2 separate regions of the Hordeum vulgare genome follow, and region 2 is linked to region 1. A link is a contact called in public Hi-C data. All regions are on one chromosome and are shown on one strand. Each heading gives the region's core, a stretch centred on a gene start, on an enhancer-like site or on the middle of the called end of the contact. The rest is flanking DNA. Distances are from core to core; before and after follow the strand shown.

What was found. A called contact is a pair of places that touch in the nucleus more often than the background predicts.
Region 2: a Hi-C map of leaf shows a contact between it and region 1, with 5 times the contacts expected there. The contact joins the promoter of LOC123426401 here to the promoter of LOC123426399 in region 1. A contact is called at or near these places in 2 of 6 Hi-C or Micro-C datasets (leaf and seedling).

Annotation. Positions count from the first base shown.
Region 1 is chr2H:394,163,995-394,166,769 of MorexV3_pseudomolecules_assembly, forward strand. LOC123426399 (probable carbohydrate esterase At4g34215) reads right to left here and starts at 1,270. Exons shown (of 3, transcript XR_006622186.1): 1 at 665-1,270.
Region 2 is chr2H:394,627,059-394,629,780 of MorexV3_pseudomolecules_assembly, forward strand. LOC123426401 (tRNA-dihydrouridine(20/20a) synthase-like) reads right to left here and starts at 1,386. Exons shown (of 12, transcript XM_045110235.1): 1 at 1,120-1,386; 2 at 886-1,012. The coding sequence starts at 1,289.

The DNA.
Region 1 (2,775 bases), core at 20-2,519:
TGAAAACATTTGACCTGGGAACCTTACAGAGTACTCCCTCCGTCCCAAAATAAGTGTCTTAAGCTTAGTATAACTTTGTATTAGAGCTAGTATAAAGTTGAGACAATTATTTTAGGACAGAGGGAGTACATACCACCGCCAAATCCGGTTATCCACAAAGGGCCAAGGTAGATAATTCATGAAGATTTACTCCAGAATGGCTTAATGATGCATTGCTTGATCTTTTTAAGATAATGAAAATAAAAAATGTCCCTTTCTAAGATGTGAACTACTTTACATGTTTCTTTTGCTTAATGAAATTTATTTAAATTTGTCATTTTTCAATGTTTTCAGGAAGATAAGAAGTTACACCTCGAGCATAAAGTTATTTGGTACAAGTACTATTTATAATTTGACTAAACAAGTGATTTTATCATTGGATCCAACCGGTATGTCTTGCACTCTTCAGTTTTTAAGTTATGTCATATTTCTGTGATGTATGCCATTTTTAGCGTTGTACTCTTGCTGAAAGATGGTGGAAAATAAGACTCTAAACTTAACTAATCTGTAACATAGTCAAAAAAAAAAGGAGACAATAAGTGAACCCAATGGCTAAATTCTCTGGCTCCGCCCCTGATGCCAAGAATGAAGACAAATTACACTATTTACCTAGCGCGGCCATCACCTGAATGAATGGTAGATGCGGCATCCCAAGATCTGCCCTGATATTTGCTATCAGCCTCTCCACGTTCCCCTGGTATGCCGCCGTTTCGGCATCGGACTCTGCATCGCTCTCCCCCTGGTACCACAGCACGGCCTCGATCTCTCCGCACTCGGTCGCGGCGCGCGCGCGCCGCACCATCTGCTCGTACAGGTGCTCCCCGCGGGCCCACTCCCGGATGGCCGTGCCGCCAACGGCGCACGGTACGAGCCCTACCCCGGCGGTGCCTGGGGGCTGCAGCTCCGGGAGAATGGCGCGGGCGAAGGCCATCCCGGGGCCGACGCCGCAGGTCTTGGTCGTGTCGATGTCGGCGTGCAGCGGCTCGTGGGCCTCCTCCCATGCGAGCGAGGCGGAGAGACGGAGGATGGAGGGGTCCGGCGCGCACTCCGGCGGCACGACCCCATCCCACCGCCGCTGGTGCACGCCGCCGCGGCCGGCCATGTTGCTCTGCCCTGACAGAAGGAAGATGCGCATGACTGCGGCCTGCGGGAGCAGCGGCGAGGAAAGTGTGAAGAAGAGAACACAGCGGCTTCAAGCGTTACGCCCGTTCCTTGCCCGCAGGATTCTACTCGTACACAATATGTACTAGTCTTCTAGTATGACACTAACACTCTGTTTGGATGTTTGCATTGGAAGCCTTGACATTCCATTGGATTGAATATCAATAGGGAAAACCTTTTCCTCAGCCGGCTGATCCGTGCTAGACATCGGTCGGACGTGTTGTCGTTCGATCGAGTCGATCGAATGGCTGCCTGGGCTATCTCTTTGTCCCACGTCCTCCCTATGTTACACAAAGATGAAGGAAAATAATTCTGCAACAAGCAAATTGTTTCTGAAACTCGACCGTTGTTTCAGGAATTAACGAGTGCAAAATTTATTTCTCGTAACAAAGCGAAAGTTTCTGCAACTCGGTCGTCGTTTCAGGAATGAAAGTTTCTGCAACTCGGTCGTTGTTTCAGGAATTATAGGATGCCCGGCTGAAGCGGATCGGACGGCTGCGAGCGTGCAGATCGGGACAACTGCGCGTACATCGGACGGACCTCCAGGTGACGGATGTTTACTAAACATCCGTCGGTAGATGGGTAGCAGCCCCCATATCAATATCATATTATATTGATATTGAGATTGAATGTCAATATTTTTGTTTGGATGTTTAGGTATTTGGAACATAAATTTGGAGTAAGTTGCAAAAAACCACCATATTTAGGGACCCTAAATTAAAAAATCATTGCCTTTCGTTTTTGTTGTGAAAAATTATCACTTTTGCATTTACAGTTTGTCAAAAACGCTGATCGTGCGATCAGCGTTGTTTGAGGGCAAACCTGACGCACGGGGTCCGCTGTCGGGTGTTTGTGGCCCGCACTCGTGGGCTGCCGTTAGACGGCGATAGACAAAGCAGATAAATTGCAAAAAAAACCACCACATTTAGGGACCCTAAATCAAAAAACCACCACCTTTTGTTTTTGTTGCAAAAAAACGTCACTTTTGCATGTGTGCTCCTTCTCCCTCGACCGCCACATTTAGGAACTCCTCTTCCCTCGACCGCGGGGACAAATCTTTCTTCCCCGCCCAGTCTCGATGATGGCATACGGGATGAAAGTGAGAAGCAGATGCCTATTTCAGAGATTGTTTCACCTAAAGTATATGATATAGATGATGCATGTGTGCTCTATCCAGCTCACTCCGGTGAAAGAGCAGAGTGTTCTGCTCCTATTTTAAGTGTATACGCACAAGATTCTATTAGAGATTACATTTTCACTCAGAAGAGCTGCAATGTGAGAAAGGGGAAGGACATTGCAAGTGTCAATGAGCTAGATGGATTTCTCAATGAGTTTGCTGATAGCATGCCAGTAGTGCAAGAAGTTCACATGGAGGAGGAGGAACTATTTATGGAGAAAGAAGTTACAAATGCTGACAGCTCTGAAGATGATGATGATAGTTCAGATGCTGATTATGACACGGGGAAGGATGTAGTTGGAGAGGAGGAGAATAAGGATGTTGTTCCCCACCAGAAAATAAAATATTTGAAGAGGAAAAGAGAATTCGAAGGTGATTCAGAGCCAGAGGATTTCACC
Region 2 (2,722 bases), core at 136-2,635, 460 kb after region 1:
TAGAAGAGATTTCAATCCCAAGAAAGTAACGAAGAGGTCCAAGATCAGACATAAAAAACTGCTCACTAAGACGGGCCTTTACAAAGGTAATATACTAGGGGTCATCACCAGTGATGATCATGTCATCAACATAGAGAAGAAGAAGAGTCCGACCACGAGGAGAAAGGTGGACAAACAATGCTGGATCATGAGCACTGGCTGAAAAACCAGCAGCAGTTACCACAGAGGCAAATCGCTCAAACCAGGCGCGCGGGGCTTGCTTAAGGCCATAGAGAGAGCGACGAAGTCCGGGCCGGAGATGAGGGCGGACAGATCTTGCGAGCACCAGAGATCGACGGGGGCGGACCTGAGGAACCAATCCAGCACCAGATCGACGGGGGCGGACTTGAGGAACCAATCCAGCACCAGATCGACGGGGGCAGACGAGATCTTGAGAGGCGGATGCTCTCCATATGACGAGAGCCCGAGATGTGAGCGCACCTGGCCTCGAGTTCCAGCGGGACTCAGGCACGGGATCGAACAGGACTCGGGAAGAGGAGACAGCTGCGGCTGTGGATCGGAAAGAGCACGAGTTGCGCGTGCAAAAAAGAACCTGGGCTCTAATACCATGTTAGGAATATGCAACTTGTATTTTCATGAGGCCATAGGCCAATATATATACATGTACAGGCGTGGACTATATGCACACAAAAAAACTTATACAATGGGATAAATACAAAGGAGTACATGGCTATATTATATACTATACTCTAACACAATCAATGCCAACAATTCTAATCCACATGAATCAAAATATCTAGTCAGGTTAAATGAAATCAGTTACTATCCCAAAGCACTCAAGCTTAATGGCACCGGACCAAGAAAGACCAAAAGTGGCTAACTCACCAACTTATCTTTCTGATGCACAATAGTCTCGGCGACCACCATCTCTGTATATAACCAGGCGTGCCTCGATATCAGCCGCGCGAGCGTCCTGTAGTGATTGTCTGTCCAGTCCATCATCGGCGCCACGCTGCAGGAGCAGGGGGGTGGGGGCAAGAAAACAAGCATCAGTCAGCTCCGACCATGGCCAGGTACATCGACCAACCCCTAGTGCCTTAGATATCTGAATCCGCTCACCTAAACAAGGGAGGAAGATACTCCCCGGGGGGCAGAGAGCTCGCAGCGCGACACGGCCGCAAGCCGTGAGCGTGTGACAAGAACCGCCCGGGCTGGCTGCGGAGGAAGAAGATGCCGGGGTTGGCAGGCACTAGTGACGGGAGCAGGGCGTGCCACGCGGCGGACCTCATCGCGATGGCTATCTGAGTCCCCGCTCCCGCACGAGGCGGCGCCGCTTCTCGCGCGTTACGCTCGGGTACTGGTGAGTGGTGCGGCGGCTCGTTGCCTTTGCCGGTCGATCTGAGGCGGCGGCGGCGACTGTGCAATCGTGTAACGCTACGGGCCACTTGAGTAAATGGATTTGCACCGGAAACAAGAACATCTACTATGTAAATCCGTCTGTCTATTAAATAATGCATTTTATAATTAAATATTAAAAATTAATTTTTTTTAATCCATAATATTACATATAACATAAACATAATAGTAAGCGGAGCTCGTTCGGCTCCATCGTGTTTATATCCGAGGGCTAGCTCCGTCCTTCATAATGTCGATCCGGTCGCCGCTGAGGTAGCACTACTAGGGAAAACCCTACTAGTAGCGCTGGTTATATTATTAGCAGTAGCGCTGGTCCACGCGCTACTGCTATCGCGCTACAACTAAAAACTAGCAGTAGCGCAGATACAGGCAGCGCTACTGGTAAGTTTAGTAGCAGCGCTTGATCACAGAAAGCGTTGCTGCTAAGCAGCGCTGCTGCTAATATTTTCCAGCGCTACTGCTAACGTTTACTACCAAAACGCATCATCATCGACAATATTAACAGTATTCAGAATGCATCATCACATAACAGCTCATATAACTCATATTCATATAACTCATACTCATTTAACAACTCATATAACTCATATAACTCATACTCATACAGCTCATACCCATATAACTCATATTCATATAGCTCATACTCATATAGCTCATACTTATATAACTCATACTCATATAGATCATATTCATATAACTCATACTCATATAGCTCACATTCATATAACTCATACTCATATAACTCATACTAATAATCCAGCTGACATCTCACGGTGCAAGCGGTGGCAACCCAAAGATAAGGAACCATCACCGGATCATGACTCGGGTAATGTCCGTGAAGAACCTGACAGGTATTGAAGAACTTGGCATCCAACGCAGCCATGTAGCCATAGACGTGTTCGTCCTCCTCCCTGACACGACGACGTACCACCTTCGTGGGGGCAGGCTCCCTCGTCACCGATAATGGCTCGCGCGACCGCCACCAAAGAAGCTCCGGGTCAACGATGAGACCCGGATTCCGCACCAAGGTGCGACCCCCGGAAGATAGCACCTCCCAGTGCCAGCCCGGCGAAACCCAGTCCCGCACATGTTGGAGCCTATCAAGCACGTGGTCGCCACCTACTGGACGACGAGGATGCGGGATGGGCATCGTCGACGTCGAGACAAATTCCTCTGAAAAAATTTAGCTCGCGTTTAATGTTTGAACCGAATATTACATGGCAACATCTCATATGACAAATTAACCAAGTTCATATGACAAAAACTAATTAGCTCATGTTCAGGGGATCAACACTCATGACAACAT